2 separate regions of the Triticum aestivum genome follow, and region 1 is linked to region 2. The links are chromatin contacts, called in public Hi-C maps. All regions are on one chromosome and are shown on one strand. The core of a region is the stretch at or near the end of the contact, and the rest is flanking DNA. Distances in the headings are between cores, read along the strand shown.

Region 1 (2,908 bases), core at 256-2,755, 200 kb before region 2:
ACCATATCCACCTACACTCCGGCGAGCCCGGCCACCATCGCTGCCTGCATGGTGCACCACTGCACCTCCACGCTGAGAGCAGGTACTAGTATCCTCTCAGCTCCCTGCCCTCCTTCACCATCTTTAGCTCCACGCGCATGCGTATGCACGCAGCCAACTGTGAGGAAGAGCGTGTTCTTGACCAGTGGCTGGGTCACAAGCAGCGATCCCGGTGTCCTTCGCTTGAACACGACCATGACCCCGTTCATCGGCATGGACACCATGATGAGCACGGTGAAGGTTCATACATTTAGACCTTGTCCCGCAGTCTCCGCCTTGCCACTGGCGACGCGTAAACGATACCAAGATTGCGACGGCGCCGAGGACGTGCACCACCGGGAGGATGCCTATGCCGACAAAGAAAAGCGACAAGACAATACGACATCGCGCATCGAGCTCGTGTTATCTAAGTAGTCCAACGACTGCTCATCTCATCACGGTCGGCGTACGGTTTTTCCGACGGCGGCTGCGGCACATCTCAAGCTTGGTGACCGCGTGCCTCTTGACACATCGGGATCTGTGCACAACTCCGCTTACCCAATTGCCTTGCAAAGTGACGCTGGGGAGATGGAAATACGGTGTCTGATCGGGTTTTTTATCGCTCTAGGCGTCGCGTCAAGTGCTTCAAGCCGCGGAAACAAACACACAATTCACGAGCTGGAGATGCCATCGGGATAACAGCATATGCGTGTAAGTGTGTTGTGCGCGTGTGAATTAAATACGCCGTGGCGCTCTGTTTGCTTAACAAGAAAGTTGTGTGGGCACAGTGGTTAGCATATGTGGGCTTCAGCGGACGATCGACCGCTGGTTGATTAGTGTTGTGTTTTTTTTCTCACTAATAGATGGGACCCACGTAGGTAAAGAGAGGGTGTTGTGGTGTTTGACCAGTCAACAGAGTAAAATACGGAGCTATACTGTGACCCAGTGACCGTATAATCATTTTAATTTTAAGTCGTATATAGTGACCATATTAACCATATTCTAAAATACAGTGACCAAAGTGAACTTTCGACACAAGTTCAATAACCGTGGATGCATTTTACTCTTTTTTTTAACATGAGCTGACGGCTGTTGGAATGAAGGCCGAGCGAGCCGAACATGTCAACCGACCATGTACGAAATTGCTGGAAATTCTCGATGCATTTCTGGTGTTATTTTTTAAAAGCTAGTGCATTTCCGGTGGGTTTTTTTTTTGCGAATATTTCTGGTGTTAACCTGGCTAGCTTGAGCGTCAACCTAAGTTCATCAAAAGAATAAAAAAAAAATTATCGTCAACCTGCTCTCCAAGCATCCTTGGTACGTACGCAGTGTACATGAGAAATGCTCAGCTACCACTCCATGCTCGTAAGCTAGCTTATTAGCTCATACTAGTGTCCTCACCTCCTCTAATGGCCGCTATAGTTCGGGTTTTGTACTCTAGCGGGTTGTGTTGATTTTGATCTGACGGCTTAAACAGGCAGTTAGATCTATTAGTCTAACAAAAAAAAAGGATAAAGGGATAACGATAAGTGAAGGGGTCCACGTACCAACGTACGTGAGCCTCGATCAGAACTAACGCGCCCTGATCGGGGGCGCCCAAAAACCAACTCAGGTTTTGGGTCCCCTGTCGCCAGCGCCATATTAAAAGGGATACGGGAGAGAGCTGGGCACCTGCGAGATTACAATTCACGTAAGGCTTACTCTCCTCCCGATATTCTCTCACCCCATCCGATCAGGGGGAGTGCTGCAGCGACGGGAAGACCTAAGCCAGCCGCCGCCGCTGTCCCTGGGCAGTGCCGGTGGCGTCCTGAAGGAATCAGGACGTCGAGGAGAACATCTACTTCGACTACATCACCCCTGCATCACGCCTGCACCGAGCAGGCGATCATGTCCACTCCCGTGACATGTAAAGAAACCCTAAACCCTTCTCTGTTCATGTTTTAGGTGATCTAGATGCAATCTGTTTCTGCTAATGGCATCCCAGAGATGCATAATTATTCCAACAATGGTATCAGTCGCCAATCTTGATTGCAATAGATTCCTTTATTGTTGATCAGTAGATCACTATCATGTTTAGATCAATGACATGTTTAGGGTTTATGATCAAGATTGAAAGTTTTACCCCTGGTTAGCCCAAATATGCATGCTACTGTCTTAATGCCCTCATGTTGTATTCTAATTTGCCACGGATCTCCACTGCCATTATGCTTAATCAGTTTTAATTAAGCCTCTGAAGAATTAATGCTCATGATTAAGTTTCTGTTAATTTAACTTGATCCTCTTTTAAGTATCTGTTTCCGTTTGGATTATCAAATTAGAAGGCAGAGGGATACATAGCACACATACAGTAGCAAAACCCCATGTTGAAGAACCCTAGAAAAATCCCCAATTTCGGTAGAACCCTAATTCTTTAATTAGGGCTGTTTTTAATCCAATATAAGCACTGATGAACACGAATTGGAGAAGAATGAGGCATAGGCTCACCTAATGCGCCGCGTAGCCGCCTTTCCCTTCGGGGCCCGCACTGCATCAAGTGGTGCGAGGGCGGAGACGCCGCGACGCCGTCGCCTCCCACCGGAGCGACGCGCGGAACGTTTCCTAGCCGCCACCGCCGCCACTTGACTGGACGAGCTCGTCGCCGTCGCCCCACATGTCGCGGTGGCCGGCGTCCCTCCTCCCCTGATGCGCCATGAGCACGGACGCCGGGGCCACGTTCGACGGGGTAGCGCACGGGATTCACCCCGCTGCACGCTCCTCCGGCGAGCGCAGCCGCCGCGCCGCCATGGCCGGCGCGCCTCGGGCCGCCGTCGAACCCCGTCACGCCTCGGGCCGCCGTCAAACGCCAGTGAGTGTGGGAATCGGGAGGAGGGGAAGAAATGGCTAGGGTTTC
Region 2 (3,074 bases), core at 535-3,034:
GGCGGCGAGGTTAGGGTTTCTCACCGTGCGTGCGCGGCGGCAAAAATTGTGTGTCGTATCAGGTGCTGCAAATCTATTCAAGGGTCCACCAACGATGAACGCGGCTCCGTGGCTCCGGTCCTTAGGGCACGTGTGTGAAATATTTCTAACTATATCATCGACAAGGTCAGACTGGTTCGGTCTTTTTAAAAAAAAACTCAACAAATATCTTTACATGTCTTTGTTGAGAAACACAGTACGGAAACATACGCTCACAACACGCAGGGAGAAACATACGCTCTTTGTCTGCCTCCCTGGCGACATGTGGCAGGGAGGGGCATCTCGGTGCCTCAACTTCGACTAGTTTATAAGTTATGGTTTTAGTCCTTGCAGGGGTGTCACTCAAGCCGATGATGGTTCTTCATATTCGAGTCAGTCTTCTAGGATCCGATCCTCCTGGATTTGTCTGTCGGGGACGAATTCAATGGAGCGCGCACATATATTCATGTCGGCTCCTCGGGGGTGGCGAGGTTAGGATTTCTCACCGTGTGTACACGGCGGCAAAATTGCGTGTCATGTCAGGTGTTGGAAATCAATTCAAGGGTCCAGCAGCGATGACTGCGGCTCCGTGGCTCTAGTCCTTAGGGACATGTGTATGAAATATTCCTACTGTCATCGACAAGGTCAGGCTGGTTGGGTCTTTTCCAAAAGAAAAAAAAACTCAACAAACATCTTACGTGTCATCACTAAGAGAGAGTTTTGTTGAGAAACACATTACGGAAATAGGCGCTAACAACACGCGCACATACAAATATTCTCCGTGATCACACGGACGCAAAGAGAAAGCTGGCATAGTACATAGAGAACAAAGGCCGGTGCAAAATGTAATGAACTCAATGAATTGCCAAAACAATTGGTTGTGCTCGCATGATCAGGACAAGAGGGAAACACTGTCACGGTGGCAAAGCCATGAGGCGCACATGAAAACGATTGCAGGTTCTTGTTTGCGGAGGAACGGAGAGATTAGCTTGCAAGGTAACCCAAAACCACAAAGACGTGCACGGTGGAAGGGCTTTCCAGTTTGGAGGAGTGCATTATCGGTGCACCGAGTTATTGTCAGTTTCTATCAGGAAAAGCAACTTCAAAAAAAAAAAAGTTTCTATCAGGAAAAGCGTGATGATAAACACCTCTAAGCATCAAAGGGAGAATCGGTCCTCCAAAAGGAAACGGCTTTGATGCGGGATGCGAAAATGACCTGGCGTGGAAACACAACTAATCAGCTCTCTTTTCTTTTTACCGATGGAGCTGCTGACTTGGTGTGCTTCATTTTCATTTTGGTTGGACCCAGGAGTGTGGACGACGGTGAAAAGCGAGACGAATTTGAATGTTTGAATGTGCGTGTCTACATAGGCGGCTAGACTCTTTATGGATGTTTGAATGTGCTTGCGACTCTTTGGCCGCTAAATAAATAAGGTAGATCTTTCTAAAAAAAAACTATAGCGCAGATTTCTCAAAACTTTTTACGCTTCATCAGGGGGATCTCGTTGCGAAATTCCCTCCCGAGAACGCCGCCCGCAAGGCCCCAACACACGCAGGCTGTTGCGCGGAGTGTCATCCCGGTAATCCCGCCGCCCACGGGATAATCCCCTCTCGGCCACCGACGCGCGGGGCCAAGCATCCCGGGGCCCACCGGGCAGCGAGCGTGAGCGCACGGGGTCGGTGAGGCTATCAACCCCGCCGGCTTTATTGGTGGGGCCCGGCCAACTCAGCGGCACGTATGCAGCAGATATAAACCCCTCCACGGAGGAGGAAATACAACGCACTTCTCAAAAACCCCGACCAAATAAAAAAAGGATTCTCCCCCCCTCTCTCCCCCGGTTCTCTCACTGTTCCAATCTCCCCTGAACTTTCTCACTGCTCCGCGGTCGCCTGACACGACCGTCGGAAAAAGCAGAGACGGGTGAGGATCTCGGCCGCCGGGAGCTTCGATCGGCTTCGGTTCCGTGGTCAGCTCCTGTTCATTCTTGTTAACTAGCGAGCGTAATCTTTTCCGGTGTTTGTTCTCTCTGTTTTTTCTTCTTCTTTCTTTTTTGAATCTGATCGCGTCTGCCGAGCAACGGCCCGTCAGCGATCCGCCGGTTCTCTGCGCGAGGGAGGCACTGGTTCCGCCATTTCATCCGACCTTCCACCTCTGGAGCGGCGCCTTCCGTCGCCTGAACTGAATCGCCGCCCGCGGAGTGGATTGGGGGAGCTTTTTTTTTTAATTGTCGCTCCGATTCTGCCGCCTCCGGTTGCTTCGCTGTCCGCCTCTGCTTTCACCATTACGGTCGGCTCCCGCCCGATTTCGCTGGGAGCTGCCCCTCTGCTCGCGGCGGAGCGGAGGGTGGTGGGTTTGTTGCTGTCGACGAGGACCGTGCTGTTTCGATCAGGCTGTGGGCGTCCGATCGATCGGGATTTTTTCTGACTTTGAGGTGCTGCGGATGGCACGTCCCTGCTCGGGGTAGGAGGAGGGGGCGGCGATCGTGGTAGGGAGGGAGGGCTGGTTGGTGGGCACGAATTGTCGTTTTTGTCTTTTGCCTTTTTCCGGGCCGGTTGCTGGACTATTTGGTGGATATTGCGTCTGGTAGGCTGGGAGCCGCTTGTTCTCCAAAATTCAGTGTGACCTCGGATCAGGGAGGAAAAAAATAAAATTCAATCGACTACTTGTTGATCGATCCGATCCAACCCCGGCCTTTGCATCAAGCGATGCGCATAGCCATACGATCGGATCCTTGTGCGTGCAACATAATTCTGGTCCTGATTGACCTTGTGTGGAGTTGGTACTGCTTTTGACTGGTAGGTGGTAGCCTGGTAGGCTATGTATACAGGAATAAGATATCATGAAATTCTTAATGATATCATTGTGTTTCTTTTTGTCAAAATAACAACGAATAGTTGGATCCGAGCTGTCGCCTTTCCTCCGTATCCAGTCTGTAGTGAAGTGGTCTGTACACAAAATCAATTGTTTACTTTACCCCCACTCAGCCTGTTCTAGGAAGACTGTTGTGCCTTTTTGGGCTCGCCTTGATTGGATCCCATTTGTGGGTGACATCATC

What was found. A called contact is a pair of places that touch in the nucleus more often than the background predicts.
Region 1: a Hi-C map of leaf shows a contact between it and region 2, with 6 times the contacts expected there. The contact joins the promoter of LOC123041856 here to the promoter of LOC123046441 in region 2. A contact is called at or near these places in 2 of 5 Hi-C or Micro-C datasets (both in leaf) and 1 of 1 datasets of contacts at active chromatin or transcription factors (leaf).

The regions. Positions count from the first base shown.
Region 1 is chr2B:640,235,902-640,238,809 of IWGSC CS RefSeq v2.1, reverse strand. LOC123041856 reads left to right here and starts at 1,505. Exons shown (of 3, transcript XM_044464409.1): 1 at 1,505-1,924. The coding sequence starts at 1,906.
Region 2 is chr2B:640,036,546-640,039,619 of IWGSC CS RefSeq v2.1, reverse strand. LOC123046441 (myosin heavy chain, non-muscle) reads left to right here and starts at 1,784. Exons shown (of 8, transcript XM_044469810.1): 1 at 1,784-1,985.